2 separate regions of the Pan troglodytes genome follow, and region 1 is linked to region 2. A link is a contact called in public HiChIP or PLAC-seq data. All regions are on one chromosome and are shown on one strand. The core of a region is the stretch at or near the end of the contact, and the rest is flanking DNA. Distances in the headings are between cores, read along the strand shown.

Evidence for each region. HiChIP or PLAC-seq counts read pairs in DNA pulled down with a chosen protein or histone mark.
Region 1: a contact with region 2 is called in an H3K4me3 HiChIP or PLAC-seq map of stem cell-derived excitatory neurons, with 5 times the contacts expected there. The contact joins the promoter of DGAT1 here to the promoter of MROH1 in region 2. A contact is called at or near these places in 1 of 7 Hi-C or Micro-C datasets (stem cell-derived neural progenitor cells) and 1 of 1 datasets of contacts at active chromatin or transcription factors (stem cell-derived excitatory neurons).

Annotation. Positions count from the first base shown.
Region 1 is chr7:154,690,211-154,693,796 of NHGRI_mPanTro3-v2.0_pri, forward strand. It overlaps DGAT1 (diacylglycerol O-acyltransferase 1), which reads right to left and starts at 1,955. Exons shown (of 17, transcript XM_016960108.4): 1 at 1,540-1,955. The coding sequence starts at 1,739.
Region 2 is chr7:154,509,977-154,513,687 of NHGRI_mPanTro3-v2.0_pri, forward strand. MROH1 (maestro heat like repeat family member 1) reads left to right here and starts at 1,626. Exons shown (of 43, transcript XM_063816715.1): 1 at 1,626-1,722.

The DNA of each region.
Region 1 (3,586 bases), core at 705-3,204, 180 kb after region 2:
GAAACCCCATCTCTACTAAAAATACAAAATTAGCCAGGTGTGGTGGGTGCCTCTAATCCCAGCTACTCTGGAGGCTGAGGCAGGAGAATCACTTGAACCTGGGAGGCAGAGGTTGCAGTGAGCCAAGAATGTGCCATTTTACTCCAGCCTGGGCAACAAGAGCAAAAATAGTCTCAAAAAAAAAGAAAAAAAGAGAAATCTCAATTCCCACGTCCTCCACAGGTCACGTAGCCATCCCCCTGCCTCCTGGAGAGAGGGTAACTCCAGGAGCCACACCTCCTTTTCAGGTAGGAGGTGCCTAGGCCAGCCTCCCTCACCAGCACCCCAGGCCCACAGCAGGCAAGCACCCCTCTCAGGAGGGCCACCCTCCTCCCCATGGCCCCTTCAAGGCCTCCGTGCCCGACCTTTGTCCACGTTGCTCCATGCCTGACTCTTGCTGAGGTTATCTTATCTCCCAGATGAACTGAGCACCCTGAGGGCCACGACAGTGCCTGCCCTCCCCCAACCCCCTCCCCATGGTGCCCCGTGAAGGAAAGCTCTGTTCTTGCTCACTGAGAGAGCAAATCATTGCCAACTACATGTCCAAAATCAGCCCACTTCTGCCTTGATAACCTCTAGGCCCTCAGCTGCTCTCTAAAACAAAGCCCTGAGGGCCCCTGGGCCAGGGTAAAGGCCATAAAGGGGGGATGGAGGGTGGCAAGGGGATTGCTCAAGGCCAGCTTGGTGGAGGAAGCCAATGCCCAGGCTGGCCAAGTCCTTCCCATCGGTCATGGTTCTCTCCCTCCACCCCTCTCTGTCAGTCATCTAGCTAAGGCACACGCCTGCAGATGTGTCCACCACCCCCATACCCCACTCCCCACCTGGAGGATGGAAGTCCCAACACAGAACCCAACTCTCTGTCCCTACAACAGACGCTGGCTCTGGCAACATCGGCAGGGCTCCAGGCCAGCCTAACCACTGGAGAAATGAATGGGCCACGCAGCCACTCTCAGGAGGGTCTGCAAGGACAAGAACGCCTCTAACACTGCCCCTTGTCCGGGGCAGCTGCTGATTCCCCTGTCCTCGGACAGGCCTGGGCTCCTCTGGCCCCCTCCCTGGCAGGCCAGCCCTCCCCTGGGAGCCTTTCCTACCCGCAAGGCACCGCTCATAGCACCAAGAAGGAACCCATCACCACAAACTGCCCAGATCTTATCTGACTCCTTCCATATAAGGGGACACTGCACAGGGCCGGGCCCCCACCAGCCCGCCCCTCGAAAAGCTCCTCAGGAGCCCCTGAGGATGCACAGACCCAAGAGGATCTGGATGCGGGACACCTGCCGGCTCCCCTCTGCCTGGCCAAGGCCAGCTCCAGAGCCCCTACCCAGTGACCTTGTCAGGTGACTCTCCCCAAGCCTCAGTTTCCCCACAGGGCCCATAGGGCACACCGATCCCCGCTTAGCCCAGGGCCCATGTTCTCGGACTCGGAGCTCGCGCTTCGGCCAACCCCGGAAAGTCGCGGGGCCCTTGGGTCAGAGGTTAGGGGGTCAGGCGCTCCGCTACCTCAGCTCCCAGTGGCCGCTGCCCACGCCGGCGTCTCCGTCCTTGTTGGGGGCCGGGGCTGGCGCGTCCCCCGCGGCTCCCACGTCGGGGCCCGCAGCGGCGTCCCGCACCTCCTCTTCCGCCGCCGCAGGCCCGCCGCCGCCGTGGCTCGAGGGCCGCGACCCTGTCCTCCGGCGCCGGGAGCTGCCGCGGTCGCCCATGGCCTCAGCCCGCACCCGGCCGCAGCCAAGCGTGGGCCCGCCGGGTTCGTAGCGCCCGAGGCGCGCGGCCCCACCTCCGGGCCCTAGACAACGGCCGCCACTGCCCCCTGCCGGCCGCCGTAGCCCGGGTGACCGCCTCACCAGCGCGTTCAACCCGCCCGCGTCGAGCCCGTCGGCCTCAAGGACAACGGCTGCGTTGCTCCGGAGCCGCTAACTAATGGACGGCCGCCTCTCACGTCTATTTGTAGTCCGCGGCCGACCTGAGGCGGGGCCTGGAGAGGCTGATGGGGCGCAGAGCACCCTGGGAGTCGTAGTCGCCGCGGGCGCGCCGGCGCAGAGCACCCTGGGAGTCGTAGTCGCCGCGGCCGCACCGGCGCAGAGCACCCTGGGAGCCGTGGTAGCTCCCAGGGCCGGGGCTGCGGGCCGCAAGTGCGCGCAGCGGGAAGGGACCTTGCATCGCTCCCGCGTGGTCCCGGGGTCCTGTCCGGCCCCATGGAGCGGGATGGTCCGCTGAGGGGTGCGCTGGGCCCCGACTTCCTGGCCGCTGTGCGCCCGCCCCTCGTCCCACTTGTGTACACACGGGGTCTCGGCGAGTCACTCCGGGCAATCATTTAGGAAGCGCCTAGTGCGCCACGGTCCAGCTGTCCGGGCCGGTGTCCGCGGCGGCTCGCGTCGCCCGCCACCCAGCGCGTTGGTTTCTGCGCGCGCAGCTTACAGTAACGTCCCTGGCGCGCTTCTGCTCCGCGAGCCCTCTGGTTACCCCGGCAGGAACCTCCTTTTCTTCGCCTTAGGGGGACGTCAGACAAGGGCCAGGTCAGAAGACCAAGCTGGAGAAATGCACCAGGCCCTGCGTCACCGGGACGCCTGCCTTGCCCGCGACTCCCAGGCTCTCCACCTCCCCGCCTGCAGAGCCCGGCGAGAGGAGGGCGAGGGCGAGGGCGCAGGCCCCTTGGTGGTGTCTTCTCAGCCCACCCACTCTCTCCACAAGGAGCTCCACGTCCCTCAACTCTCAGGGCCTCCCAGTTTCCAACGTGGGCCAGCCTCTCCAGGATGTCAGAAGTCTGGGCCGCTGGATCGCCGGGACTCAAGAGGCTTCTGTGCATTTGCACGGCCTGTGCAACCGCCCTGTTGTTTTTTGTTGTTTTCTTTTTTCTTTTTTTTGAGACAGTCTCACTCTGTCGCCAGGCTGGAGTGCCGTAGCGCGATCTCGTCTCACTGCAACCTCCACCTCCTGGGTTCAAGCGATTCTCCTGCCTCAGCCTCCCGAGTAGCCGGGACTACAGGCGCATGCCACCACGCCCAGCTAATTTTTCTGTTTTTAGTAGAGACGGGCTTTCACCATATTGGCCAGGCTGGTCTCGATCTCCTGACCTCGTGATCCGCCCACCTCGGCCTCCCAAAGTGCTGGGATTATAGGCGCAAACCACCGCTCCTGGCCTGTTGTTATTTTTTCTAAAGATGGGGGTCTCGCTATTCTGCCCAGGCTGGTCTCGAACTCCTGGCCTCACGCAATCCTCCCACCTCGGTCTCTGAAGGTGCTGGGATTACAGGTATGAGCCACTGCCCCAGACATCTTGTATGTTAAATGAAGCAACTAATCAATTGTAACAGCCACAGTTGCAGCCCACCTTGGCTTGGTGTGCATATTGCACAGGGCATGGAGTGAGAACATCCTGGATCTCAGGATGCCAGGGTTCACTGAGGACTCTGACTCTAGAAACAGTTTCATTCCTCTGGGGTGAGCAGGGGCAAGCAGCACTTCTCTGGAAGCAAACAGGTGCTCCTCCTGAGGTGGGGTCCTCTCCTGTGGGCTGGTCACAGCCTCGCCTCTGAGCTCCGTCCTCTTC
Region 2 (3,711 bases), core at 376-2,875:
AGGTGAGACATGTTTGCAGTAATGCTGCTTTGTTATTCTTTACTCCACTGAGATGTTTGGGTGGAGAGAAACAAATCTGGCTTACGTGCACGTCCAGTCATAGTACCTTCCCTTGAACTTAATTATGACATAGATTCTTTCGCTCACATGTTTTTTGCTGACCTTCTCCTTATTATCACCCTGCTCTCCTACTACATTCCTTTTTGCTGAAATAATGAAAATAATAATAAAAACTGAGGGAACTCAGAGGCCGGTGCTGGTGCTGGTCCCCTGGGCCCACTGTTGTTTCTCTATACTTTGTCTCTGTGTCTTATTTCTTTTCTCAGTCTCTCGTCCCACCCGACTAGAAATACCCACAGGTGTGGAGGGACAGGCCACCCCTTCATTAGGAAAAAAATAGAAACTGCGCCAGGCAATTTAAGCAGGTGGGATTGGTTGCTTAAGTGTTAGAAGGGCTTGAGAGGCACGGGGGCAGGGTGGAGTTCGTCGAAGGTGGGGGCTGCAAGAAGCGGCCACTCTAGAACCAGAGCAAGGTGGTCCCGACCCAGGGTGGCTGAGCCTCTGGGCTCTGCTGCGGAGCCTGGGAGCCTGCGGCACACCTCCGCTCCCACCAGTGGCAGGACACAGCTGGAAGCCCGCGAGTGTCAAGCCAAGTGATGACTGCAGGATCAGAACGGCCATTGGCTCTGTCCACCCTCCCTTTGCAGTCTCGATTATCCGCGTCGTTGCCTGCACCTGAATCCATTCCCGGGGGGCTTCATTGGGCAGCCGTCCCGTGCTGGGCTTTGTAAGCAGCCCTCGGGAGCAAAATACAGACTCAGGCCTGCCCCCTGGCGGAGAGGCTGGCGTTCGTTTGTGATCGGAGTGAAAGTGGGGCTGTGCTGCGCGCGGCAGCTGGTGTGCGTGAGGCGGCGGCGGCACCGAGACCGGGAGGGGACAAGGCCACAGGCGCGCGGGAAGCCGCCGCAGGGGCCGCGCCCGCATCCGCAAAGGCTACTGCGCTCTCCCGGGCGCCGTCCCTCCAGCCAGGAGTGGACATCCTGCCCGCGCTGCTCCCGCCGCCTCCGCCTCTGCCGACGCCCAGCCTGGACGCGCGGCGGGCGCTTTCCTTCCTCACATCGCTCTTATCGCGTCCTGAGCTCCCGGGACCCCGCTGGTCGCCTCTTTCCCAACGAGCGCAGGGCCCTGCGAGTCCTGCCCCCCTCCGGGTGCCGCGGCCTCCAGCTGGCGCTTCCGGGGCAGACAGAGGGCGGGCGAGGCCGCGCGAGTCCAGGGCGGGCGTGTGCTTGCGAGCGGCCGCAACGCCGCGCCGAGCCCGCGTCCCCGGCGTCTGGGAGCGGAGGTTGTCAGGGCTGTATGCGTCCGACGGGGACACGGGGACTGCAGCACCCCGGGGCTGGCGTAGCTGTCGCGAGCCTGAAGGCCGCGCCTGCGCCGTGGCGGCCGAACTGGCGCTGAACAGACGGGCGGGGCCGAGCGTGAGGCGGAGTCTGCGCACTGCTGCTTTGCAAATGAAGGTGGGCGGGGTGGAGCGAGCGTGAGAGACGTGCCCCCGACCAATAAGTGCAGAGATCGCTCGGGGGCGGGGACCTGCTGCCGCGCTCCAGGCTGCGGTTGGCCAGAAGGCAGCGGGGGCGGGCTCGGCGCGCGCGGCTCCGCCCACTCCGGGCCCCTGCTGGGCGGGAAGGCGGCGCCCCGGCCGAGGTGGCGGCGGCTCCTCAGGTAAACGGCGGGTGGGGATGAGCCTTCGGCGGCGCTGGGGAAGAGCCCCTCGGGGAAGTCTGGGCTGAAGAGCCTGGGGCGGCTCCCTTGGCGGGGCCGCGGAGGAAGCCGAGTCAGGAGGCGCCTCCCCAAGGTCACAGGGCGAACGCTGGGAGGGTCCTGGGTGTCGCGGGGACCTCGGCTCAGGTGTGCGCCGCGCCACAGCCCGGAAGAGAGGCCGGAGCTGTGCGGCTGTGCTCCTCCTCTGCGCCGCTAAGTCGTCTCGGCCGCGCGACCACCCCTCTTCGGGGAGCTTGGTGGTCCCCGGTGCCCGCCCCTCCGCGGGAGCCCGGTGGTCCCCGGTGCCCGCCCCTCCTGTGAGCCCGGTGGTCCCCAGTGCCCGGCCCTCCCCGGGAGCGCGGTGGTCCCCGGCCCTTCTCCCCCCAAGCGGGGCCACCGGGGGTCCTCTCTCCGGGAAGCCAAGCATACGCCCGGAGCCTGCAAAGCCGGCGTGCCCCGGGCCTCCGTATGCCTTCCGTATTCTCTGACGATCGCGAGCAGGAAGGTGATTTGTCCCTAGTCACGAGGATGACTGGTCATAGCGTGCCGGGCATAGCGCTGGCAGGGCCGCCGGGAGCCAGCCCTCACTCAGCCAAGGTGAGACTTAGGGGGTCGGATTTTCGGGCAGCGTCAGTGCAGCTGCAGTGTTAGGGTCAGAGGAAACCACTCTGCGGGCGCTGGTGGCTCGGTCCTACACACTCTGGGGAGGGGCTCCTTTGCCTGCTCAGTTGGGGAAGGGACAGACTCATAAACTCAAGTGCAGTGAGGTAGGCAGAAAAGGGGTACGGGGGTGTGGCCGAACTTAGGGATGTGAGCAGAGTTGGGTCGGGGACAGCCCTGTAGGCAGGGACCACTTTGGAAGGGGATGGTGGTGAACGCACACGATGCGGTAAGAGGCAGGCAGGGTAGGGCCGGTGATAAGTCAGGTGAGGGTGGTGAGTTGAGTTTAGAGCTGTTGGGTCTCAGTGCGATGACCATGGATGGAGATGTCCCGAAGACCTCGGGTCCCGGGGAGGCGAGGGCTGGAGATGCGTGTGGGAATCGTTGTTTGCGGCATGTTTCATCGGTGGTACGTGTTTGTGACGTGGCTGCATGGACAGTCTGGGCACCCTAGGGTGCTGCCGTCAGCAGGATCTTCAGTGCTCAGTCTCAGGCTCTCAGGGTCCCCGTGAACAGGTGTCTCTGGTCTCTCTTTGATGTCAGAGTGGAATGACCTGAGGCTAAGGTGTTTTTGTTAACTTGAAACTGACGTGCAGGCCGCTGTGGCTTGTGGAGACCTGCACCTCGTCATTTCCCACTGGCTGGGGTTGATTGCTGACTGCTGAGGGACTCCAGGGGGTCAGAGGTGGAGGCTGTGGGGCATGTGCTTGCCTGAGTTCGTGGCTGTCTCCTGTGTCAGGAAACAGGTGCTCGTGCTTAGTTTTCTTTCCCAGGGTCCACAGAGGCCCAGGAGAGAAGCCTGGTTGCTGCCCTCTGTCTCGTAACCCCCCTTTCACAGAGCTGGGTTATTTGGGGTAGAGATCCTCTGTCTGTGCCGGTCCACCCAGCTTGGTTTCTTTGGGGTAGGAGCACCAGGAAAGGCTCCCGTGGCTCTTGGGAGCTCCTAGCCAGTGTGCAGAGAACACGGACTGCTGCCCATCATGAGAAATGTGCTTTCTTCACTGAGCTTGAGGGGCCACCTGGTTTTGGGGGTTTGCACGAGCACCAGTGACACAGCTTGGTGTGGCCTGTATTGAGGAACCATGTTCTCGGTGGACTGTGAGCAGTGGGATGTGGGATTGCATTTCCCAGGGTCATCAGCCTTATTGGTGACTTTGGAAGTTGATTCTGTGGCTGCTGTGCTGGGAGAGAAGGTTCCTTGGACCTGACGCGTGGGTGGGGCATTCTGTGACCTCCCAGTCTCCCTGCACACACCCAGCCCTGCAGGCTGGCTCACCACTGCTTCTGGGC